Regions from separate parts of the Sus scrofa genome. Here region 2 is linked to region 1. The links are chromatin contacts, called in public HiChIP or PLAC-seq maps. All regions are on one chromosome and are shown on one strand. The core of a region is the stretch at or near the end of the contact, and the rest is flanking DNA. Distances in the headings are between cores, read along the strand shown.

Region 1 (5,449 bases), core at 890-3,389:
TTCATATGCTACCATCATCAGATGACTGAATGTGTTTCTACCATGGCACTTAGAGGGTAGAGGGGTGGTAAAGAAAGCAGCAGGGAAAAAAAAAATGGCCTTAAGTTTTTTTGTTTTGTTTTTTAATATACCTAGAGAGCTTAGATTAGATACTTTCCTCTATTGTTACACTTTTCATAAAACGAGAAAAAACTCATTCCATGGCAGCTTCAGCTTCTCACTGATTTCCATTTATGCTGTAATCTATAATCTACAACATTAAAATTAGCTGCTGATAAAGAGAATACTAAAATAAACCTTAACCAATGAATCAGAAAGAGTCTTTCCAAGCAAAAAAAGCCAAAGACAAGCATTAAAAAAAAAAAAAAAAAAATCAAGCCACTTCACTTACAAAGTGAGCCTCCCCAGAGATATTTAAGAGTAAATTTGATTTTATATTTAGTATCTAAAAATAATCAAAATAAATCTTTGGTATAATATGCACTATACTGGATCTTAATTTCTCCAGTCTCAAAATATCCTTAAATTAGTTGAGTACATAAAGAATTTAAGATGTTATTAAATGGACTAAGGTTCAAATTACAAATACAGAGCCTAAAAAGTTGCAGAATAGGCCCAGATGTGACTTTTCGCCTATTTTTTAAAGCCTATATTCCCTGTATTGTTAGCACTACTATCATTTTTACTAATCAAAAACTAGTGTAGCAATTCACCTTTCACTTTGTAATGCTAATGGTCAGAAAGATGAAGAAATAAAAATCCTTCTCTTCATTAAATTCACACATAAAAAACCATAGAGATAAAAATCCAAAGACGTATTATTTTCTGTTCTTTAAATTGTAACTATAAAAGCTTTCCAATGTCTCAATATGAACAAGATTAAGCTCATGTTTTCCCCACAATACTTTATTGAACAAATTTTTAAAAGAATACTGTAAAGGTTACTGTAATTAGCTCCACAGATTGCTTTTAGAAACATTATCACCAACCCTGCTAAAATTCTGCTATAGAAATAAATAATGTTTTAAATTATAAAACTTGAACATGGCCAAAAAAAAAAAAACTGCTTGTGTGGAATGTCTAGTTGGACTACTTAAAAATAGCTCTAATAATTTTTAAGACAATTTATTGTAACGCCAGGTATACAGTCTACTACCTTCCCTTTTTCTTAAAATGGCACATTTAACCACTGACATAATAAAATATTTTTTAAATATTCATTACACTTATGCGCTTAAATTCTTACACAATCCCGATCCACTGAGACTTGAAAGGATCTGGGCTTTCAAGGGGGAGGAAAAGGGATCAAGATCACTGATTGGTTATTACAAGGACAAGGGTTAGTGACTTAAATATAGACACACATTTAAAACTACCATGTATACATTTTAACCATTTTAAGATATACAAAATTATAATCTAATTAAAAGGCCACTGGTAGTAACTTCAAAGATTTAATAATAAGATTTCCAAAGAAGAAAACGAGCTTATTGTAAATGCAAGATCTTGCTACCTACAGACCTTTGGATAGAATTTCAACCATTCCGAGAGTCAGCTTTTTAAAAAAATAGTCACAGAAAATATGTCATTATGAAATACAAAGATGGAAATGTAGATTCATCACACCAAAGTGACCAACAAATGAAATATGTTAAAACTAAACAGTTTACAATGTGCAATATTAAAGAATAGAACCTAATCAAAGATCGGAATGCAGAGACTAAATCAAATGCCAGTGAAACAGAACAGCATGACATTTTCTCATACATAACCAAATGCAAAAACATTTGAAATAGCTCTTTTAACTCTTTACTCTTAAACCTTCCACAGGCTTCATTTGCAATCCAAAATATATCTAAATGGCAAAGCTTATTCATAGAAATATTTTGTTGGTTACATAAAAAAAACTGAATAAAGGTTAAAAAGCAGATATACCCTTGTCCTTCCAATTTTTCTTCTGACCGTCCATCTCTTGTCACGATCTGCCCTCCAGATGCAATTATCAATTATGCATACCAACAGAAAAGCTGTAACTGCAAAAATCTACCCCCTGAGACATGAAATATGTTTCCTCAACCGAAGTCTGCAGTCTCCTCTGCTGCACAACTGCAGTCACCTGACGCCTTCTGGGTGTGGAGCAGTCTGACGCAGTGCAATCTGTAACTAGGCTACTAATACTCAGGCACTACCGCCTTCTATCTGTTTATTGTTCTAGTCTTTTGCTTGTTGCTCAGACCAAACAAAGCTACTTTTGCAGGGGGAGGGGCAAGCTACCAAAAGAAAGAAAAGGGGGTTGTTCTGGCAGAGTTAAGCATTGTATATACTTGAAATACACTTCAAGCCATGTGCAGTTTTTTTTTTGTTTTTTTTTTTTGACAGGGGAATTTACTGATGGTTTTCAGCTTCATTTAAAACTTTAAAATCAATAGTTACCTGATAAGATAAAAATGGACTGATCCAAAGAAGGGTAATAACTTAAATTTCAAGTCTGGTAAATGCTGAGTCTCTTACTTGCTTCTAAATAATCAGCATTTTGCACCCTTATAAGGAAGGGCATGACAGGAGAATCATGAAGTCAAATTATTAATATTTATTGAATATATGTTAAATTTCAATAGAAAAAAATTATATTCAATTTTAGCAGTTGAATACATATTTCTAACGTAATATTATTTTTTTCTTCTGTTACAACTATGGAAATCCAGAGACTTGCAAATATATACTTATTCTTATCACCTGCTCCAACTCAATCTTTCAATAAATATCTATTAGACACCACTGCAGGTACTATTAATAGACTTGGCTTGAGGAGAAATATTCATGTGCTAATTATATCATTTGCTTTGGGAAAAGGATATAATAACAAGCTAAAATTTTACTGATAAATACAAAGACAAATCCATAAAGAATTCCTGAAATTTTTGTTCAAATTTATGAAACTGGCATTCATTCCAGTGCAAAATATTAAGTCTTTACTAATGTTTCACAACTGGTTTAACTGATGGTTTACTGGTTTAATCATTAATCATTAAGCAGAAACATATAATGACAAATCAGCGAAAATATCTTCAAATGTGCGATATATTGAAGTATCATAAGATATGCAGCCTAAGGACGAAAGTACATACTTCGTAAGACTATACAGGTACACTTGAAATAGGTATAGTATTTTTTGGAACTTCCCATAAAACTGTGTAGGCTGCAAAACTCTGCAAAATCCTTCATATCAGAAGCAGCCTGAATATCAAGGGACTCAGTTCTTTGCCTCTATGCCTAAATGCAAACATAAATAAAGCGGAGCAATTTTTAAAGAGCGTCTAGTATTCTCAGTTCAAAAGTTAATATTTAACTTTATTCACTGAACCCCTGCAAAATGTGGTATTTGAGAACACTGTCACCAACTCATATCATGGCTGAGAATGTCTGGCCTCTCCATGCAACAGTTAGAAATCCCAAACTAGGCAGTAAATACATAATATTTCCAAAACAGTATTTCCTAATAATGAATCCCTTAAGGCTGAAGGCCAATAAATACTTTAGCATTAGAATAACACACTCAAAAACAGCACCCAAACACTGTTTTCAAATCAGAGATTACTACACTAATAAAAGGGGGGTGGGAGGAGATTTCTTGAAGCAAAGGTATTACCATTCATGTTATTCACATTTTCTGGTACTGGACTAGGTTCAATAATTTTTAAAAATCATCTGAGCGAATAAGAATGTGTAAATTCATTTACCTAAACACTAAATATACTTAATAGCTCCCCTGGCAGATTAAAAAGTCAAACTAGGAGCCCTGAAATTTAATCTTATATATAGCAATATCTAATTTTTTTAATTTTTATCATCTTGGGAATTCAGGCTATTATATTAAGTTACAGGGAAAATTAGCTAAGATAAATCAATTGACATTTTGCCCATTTCTTTCCTAGAAAGTTTTAAAACTAAAGTTGTTTTAAGCTTGGTAATCTAAGAGAAATGTGGTTAAATTTGAAAATCTTGATGAGACAAATGTGCTAAAAAGGTAAAGTCATCGGGCTAGGCTTATTGTACTAGGAGGAGCAAATAAATGACTTAGTGTATGCAAAAGACCTTAGGACAGTGCCCTACAAAAAGTGACCCTGTGCGCTAGCTGTTTACTAGTAAACTACAAGGAGACAAAGTCTGTAAAACACATATAAGAAAGTGCATATATTATGCCATTCAGTCTAGGCAATAACACAATAACCTCTCTGAACAGAAGAACCCCTCTACACACACACAAACTATGGTGCCAGGCTATCTGGTTCCATTCTCCCCCAGCTGAGAAAAATTTATCTTTGGATAGTTTATAGGTCCTATTTCATATCAAATCTCAATAGGCAAACAATGAACACAAATCTGTTTTTTAAAAAACCCTCCATTTATTTTGTTTTCCTTCAAGTATTTAACATTTTGTTTAATGAATGAAAAATTATTCCAAGGATTATTTCCAAACAGAGCAGATACATACCTAGTTGATTATTTTGGATAAGGAACCTATTTTCCTCCCTTAAAAGTAAAGGCTTCCAAAGGGGGGGACCACAGAAGATCCCTTCATTTACAATGCGAGCAAATAAAAGTGCTATTTGAATTCTAAGTCCTACTGTGTATTATGTATAGGGGGTAGGAGGAGGGTTATCCTTCTTCTCCTGAACTCAAAATCAGCCTAACAGAGAACTTCTGAAATAAAATTTCAGAGTTCATGATTGGCAACTTCCCATTCCTTCATGTCCACATAACCCAGTACCTCCCCTAGCATGTCAAAACCCAACACCCCAAACCTCCTCAAGCATATCCCTAATTCCTTTCCAAAAGGCTATCAGGCTCTAAAACTACATACACTTTATGTTTCTCTTCTCTCATATCTCAAATCAAAACTCTCATTTTCTTAGTGCACCTTATCTCATTAGCGGGAAAATTATATGATTAAGTCTTTCAAAGGAATAAATTCCTTTCTCTATAATGCTCTCATAAATACTGGGGAGGGGTGCAGAGGCTTATATCTCAGTGGCAGGATCTCAGACAGTGGAAGACTGTTTTTGGAATAGACAGCAATATGAAAGCTGTAAGACCGCCCAGCTCAACTCTCCCAAGATATCCCTCCTTTATCATTTCATTCCTTCCTCTAATTCTGAACCCCAGAGAAACTCAGGTTTTTGTCTTGCTTTGTTTGCTTTTCAATGTTAAGAGATCAAGGGAAATAAGTGAGAGAGAAGTGGTCATTCGGACTGAAAGTGCTACTCTCTAAATTGGGGGTTGCTTGTATACAACTATTGATAGCTAATACTTCTCCTTTCTGGCAATAGATAATAGAATTTTAAATATATATATATATATATGCACACACACATAAATATTACATATATATACACTATTTTTAAACTTATTTTAAAATTTATATTATTCAGAGCTATACAAAAGCATG
Region 2 (5,449 bases), core at 1,232-3,731, 1.0 Mb before region 1:
TCCCAAGAATCAGTTTGCATCATTAACAACTGTTCCAAAATAAAATTCTATCTGACGATTTCTTCTTTGTTACTTAGATATAAACGGTTTGGAGTCCATAGGTTATTAAGCGATGTAACTGCAATCTTGTCCTAAACACCAAGGACTGTCTCCACTGTAATTTTAGCCCTTTCTAGGTAAAGAAACATACCTAATAAACCAAAAATAATAAATTTCAGGTGCAAATTTGCCAAGCAAGCTTAGTAACAATAAAAATGCCAGAAAACAGCATTCAGCTATGCCTGAGTAGATTCTCAATTAATAAATCTAAATCAGATTCCTGTTCACACACTGGTATGTTTATATACTGTGCATCTCAAAGGAGTTGTTTGGGTCCTCCCAAATAGTTATTCTCTGGAAAATCTAATCCAAATGATTAAAATGAGGAATTACTGGAACTGATAAAGTAACTATATTTTTATTGTGTCCAAGTAACACAAACCTAGGAGGCTCACTTGAAAAATCATGTGAATTTTAATCATTTATAAAATAGTCTTCTGTTCTGACAAAAGTGGTTCCTCTCCCTGTTGCATTTATTTTTCCCCAAGTCTCCTATGGATCCTAACACCACAAACTTTACACTCTAAACAAGAAAACTGCTAACCCTGACACTTCATGGCTACTCTCGGAAAAGGGCAAAGTAAGTGTTTCAGTTTTGTTTTATAATTAAAAGGGTAATTATTCCCAATATCACTGCCAGGTGAAGAGGAGAAATTTGTCAGAGGCTTCCTAATAACTGGCAGATAAGAATCATCCTTCTCTACAAGTCTGTAGAGAAGACTTGTATTACAAAACCCTGAGTCATCATCAGTTCACTCAGCAGATTTGGGTAAACACTGGTTAAGTGACTTATGCCTTGTGTGTTCACCCACTCAGCCATAAGCACGAACATACAATGCTACAGACTTTATGTATAGTTAATGAAACAAGATATAGCAACAATTTTTTTTAAAAAAAGTTCTTCTGGAAAAAAAAAAAGTTCTTCTGACACAGTGAAGACACATCTAGCAAATTAAGCCTCTAACCTTCCTCCAACTGTATTTTACTCGGTTTCCTCTAAATTTCAGTGGCAATATAGTTTGCAGCCAGTTTATGCAACAACAAAAAGTATCAAAAGAAGAACAGAACTGAAACGGATTTAGGTAATCTATAAGCAACTCAAAAATTAACATAAGCCCGATACCAATAACGCCCGGGACAGCCTGACAGCTCTCTTCTCTATTTTCCTTAGTACCGCTCATTTCCAAAGGAAATGTCACAACAGGAGCAACATACTCTTTCCCGAGGTTCTAAGACTCAACATTCTCAACATTAACGTATAGTACACAGCTCAAGAATGCGCTGACGGCTGATTTAAACCAATCCTTTCAATGAAATCCACGAAGGCTGAGAAGGCCCAATAAAGCAGAACCGTAAGTTCCCTACGGCCTTTTTCTCATTCAGAAAGTTAGTAGACACGAAATAAAGGACAGGAAGAGGCAGGGACCATGGGGGAAGAAAGAATCGAAGGCAACACCAGAAAAAGTCGAATTGCTCACCCAAAGACCAATCTTCTCCACTCGCCCCGAAGTGGGCAAAGGTCCAAGAAGGACCCTTGGGGGACCGCTCACCTCTTTCCCCTGGGAGCCCAAAGCCCTCTCGCTCCCTGAGGCCCCGAATGTTGGAAGACAACAACACGAAATCTTGGGGAAAAGCAGCTGCGGAGGACGTAATGGGCTGGTGAGGACCAGGGAGATCCCACAGGAAAGTGTTAGGGAACCTTGAGTGCTACCCAGGCTTCGGTCGCGGCCCTGGGACTACAGCACAGAGACGATCCGCCCTAACCGGACAGAGATGAGAGTGCAGGGGTCCGGTGCCCACAAAGAGCCGTCCCCCCGCCTCCCGCGGACGCCCTCAAACCAAGCCTTCGCCTCTAGTCCGTTCCGCAGGCCCTGGAACACTTACGTGGAGAGTTTCCTAGTCCAGAAGAGGCCCCCGGGCCACAGCTCTTGGAGCTGCACCGCCCGGCCCAGGTTGCTTTTGATCTGGGCCAGCTGCAAGTCGGATTCGGCGTCCAGCTGCTCGGCGTAGGGCAGCAGCTTGTTGTAGACGATCTCCTTTTGCGGGACGAAGCCCCGCGGGTTCGGACTTGGACGCCCGCCCGGTTCCGAGGGATCCCCGCCGCCTGCCCGTTCGGCCGGCTCCATGAGCCCAGGGACAACCCCCCAACCCCCTCCCACCCTAACCCTCCCCGGCCCCCACCCCTCTCCGGGCTCCGCCTCCTCCGCGTCGTCGTCGCCCTGCGGCCGCCGGCGGCCCGTAACCCTCTGCCCTATTGCTGGGCCCCCTCCCCTGGCCGGCGCGCTGCTGACCCCCGCGCGGTGCCCGGTTCGTTGGCGGCGGCAGCGGCCGCTCAGCCCGCTCCGCACCGGCTCGGCTGGTGACGCTGCAGCCGCCGGGCCCGGAGGTTCCGGACCGGCCTCAAGTCACTTCCGGGGCGGGGCGGGGTGGGGAGGGGCGACGGCGTCGGAGGAGGAGGCGGCCGCAGAGGCAGCCCAGCGGGCAGCGCCTTCCTCCCTGTGGGCCGGGCTCCGAGCCCCCACCCCTGGGCCTCAGCGGCCCAGCGCGAGGCTGTCCCGCCGGAAATCGAGTCCGAATTCCAAGTTATTGTCCTTCCTCGCCTAGGGTCTCGCACTGCTTGCGGCTGCCCTCAGGAACCGCTAGTCGCCGTGGCCTCCGATGAGACAGTCGACGTAGTGCCCCATGCCGAGTTTATGGAAAAACCTAGGTACTCTATCCGTCCCACTTGCTGCTTATCGATTTTTTAGTGACCCCTTTAAGCCCTTGTCTTTCTGGCATTCTTTTGGCCGCCCTCATTCCAAAGAAAAGAGTTCAACATTCAGCAAATATTAATTGAACTACTACTGTGTGTCAGACACTTATTTTAGGCCCTAGAGTTGGAAAGTTTTAGAGCACCTGGTTTCTGCGCTCCAGGGGCTTTACATCGCGTGGATCTCTTGATTAGAGAATATGCAATTACAAGACAATACTGCTAGATAAGTACAGAATGTCTTGGGAACACCTAAAGATGACTTCACACTGTATTTCTGGGAAACTTAAGATGGTTTCCTAGAAATTACATGTAGCGTTGAGCTTAAGGGTTAAGTGCCGAACCGATTAGAAAAAGAAGAGAGAGGAACATACATATATTTCAGCTGAGGGAGCAGCATAGGCTGCAAGCCTGCATTCCAGGAATTCAAAGTTCAGAATGACTGCAGGCGGTTAGTAGAGAGGGGAGTAAATTACTGAGACTGAGAAGGACATGCTAGGGAGTTTTTAGAGCTTTATCCTTTTTTAAAAATTTTTATTTATTTATTTATTTTTTTGGTCTTATTTAGAGCAGCTGCGGTGCCATATGGAAGTTCCCAGGCTAGGGGTGGAATCTAAGCTGCAGCTGCCAGCCTATGCTACAGCCACAGCAATGCAGGATCTGAGCCAAGTCTGCAACCTACACCACAGCTCACGGCAATGCCAGATCCCCGACCCCAACCAGGGATAGAACCTGCGTCCTCATGGGTACTAGTCAGATTTGTTTCTGCTAGGCCATGACAGGAACTCCTAGAGCTTTATCTTAAAGGCAACAAGAAGCTGAAAATTGATAAGCATAGAAGAGGCATTATATAATTTATGTTTTTGAAGAATCACTCTGGGTTTGTGTGGAGAATGGATTAGAACAGATAAAATTGGAAGCTGGTGGACCCTTTAAGGAGATGTGACTTAATGGTGGCGCTCATGTCCGTTGAAATGCCTGCGCTTGGTAGTTGACTGGACATGAAGAGTAAAACAGAGGGAATGAGTCAAGACAATGTCAGATTTCTGGCTTAGGAAACAGTATATGGTGAAGCCCTTGAATTAAGAGAACACAGCAGAAACAGCTATGGAAGCAGAATGCCTGAAGGATGGAAAAATATTTTGGTGTATGGATCAGGAGGGTCATCTGAAATGGGATATGGATTAGCATATAGGTAGAATGGAGGGAATGAGATATAGAGTATTGCTAAAAGATAAACAGGCGGGAGTGCCCATTATGGCTCATTGATAATGAATCTGACTAGTATCCATGAGGACTCAGTTTCAATCCCTGACCCCAGTCAGTGGGTTAAAGATCCGGTGTTGCTGTGAGCTGTAGTTTAAGTCACAGTCAAGGCTCTGGATCCTGCGTTGCTGCAGCTGTGGTGGTAGGCTGGCAGCTGCAGCTCTGATTCGACCCCTAGCCTGGGAACTTCCATATGCTGCAGGTATGGCCCTAAAAAGACAATAAATAAGTAAACAGAAGCATATTAAAAAATTTAAGAGTTTATTAGAACAAAAATTGGAATTGGGCAGTGGGAAACCAAAAGTTGTTGGTTCGAAGTGCTGACAGGAACCAGGGGAAAGACTTATGTAGAGAAGGTGCAGAAGCAAAGAAGCTCTTTCTGACTGGTTCTCCTTAGTGTTTAGTTTCATAATCTTGAGGCATTTACACACAGATTTTGGTTTGCTTAAGTAGGCCACAGAGGCATTAGAGCCTTATTAGTCTGATGGGTTCCTTACTTAATTAATTTAACAGTATGAAAAGAATAGAGCCCTTGACCAAATGCTAGGACTGGACAGAGAAAGAGGAAAGAGCTTACAAAGAATATTCACAAGAAGCAGTGTGAAAGGTAGGCATTCTAGGAAAGTGGGGTTTTTAAAAATCAGCATGCTTCAGATGGAGGAAGTGATTAACTATACCAAAGGTGACTGAGAGGTCAAAAGAAATGAGACAGGATAAGGGTTTATTACACTTATCAATGAAGCAGATAAGAATAATTTCAATGTAATGTAGGCATGGAAACCAGATTACAATGACAAAGAATGCATGGGAAGTAAATAAACAGAGACAGCAAATGTGGATAGCACTTTTTTTTTTATTAGTTTGGGGAGAACCAGAGAAAGCTAGGAAGGTAGCTGGAATGAAAAGAGGAATTTTTAAAGGTGGGATATATTTAAATACTGATGAGAAGGTGCCAATGGAGAGAGGTTGAAGGTATGTGGGCGAAAATGACAGAGAGTGGGAGAGTGTGGAGTCATTGGCCCTTAGCAGTAAACCATACTCTCCATCTGTTGTCAGAGGAAAGCAGGGGAGGACAGGTCCAGAAGCAGAAAGGTTTACAGATTTGGTGGCTGGAAGTTGGATTTCCTTCTGATGGTTCCATTTTTTTTTTTTTTTTCTTTTCTGTGAAGCAAGATATGGAGAATGATGAGAGGAGGTGGTGGATAGGAGATTTGAAGGAGATTGGAGAAGGTTTAGAGTAGTCTCAAAATTCAAAAAACTTAGAGAAACAGTTGTTTGGTAGTTAAGGATGAAAGCATGAGTTTACCATCATCTCTCTGCACAATTTAGTGATTT

Evidence for each region. HiChIP or PLAC-seq counts read pairs in DNA pulled down with a chosen protein or histone mark.
Region 2: a contact with region 1 is called in an H3K27ac HiChIP or PLAC-seq map of alveolar macrophages. The contact joins the promoter of PSME4 here to the promoter of RTN4 in region 1. A contact is called at or near these places in 1 of 5 promoter capture datasets (fetal skeletal muscle) and 2 of 2 datasets of contacts at active chromatin or transcription factors (alveolar macrophages and skeletal muscle).

The regions. Positions count from the first base shown.
Region 1 is chr3:86,212,525-86,217,973 of Sscrofa11.1, reverse strand. RTN4 (reticulon 4) reads right to left here and starts at 2,139. Exons shown (of 7, transcript NM_001129963.1): 1 at 1,936-2,139. The coding sequence starts at 1,969.
Region 2 is chr3:87,228,542-87,233,990 of Sscrofa11.1, reverse strand. It overlaps PSME4 (proteasome activator complex subunit 4), which reads right to left and starts at 2,481. Exons shown (of 47, transcript XM_003125150.6): 1 at 1,984-2,481. The coding sequence starts at 2,225. It overlaps ACYP2 (acylphosphatase-2), which reads left to right and starts at 2,615. Exons shown (of 5, transcript XM_021088229.1): 1 at 2,615-2,806.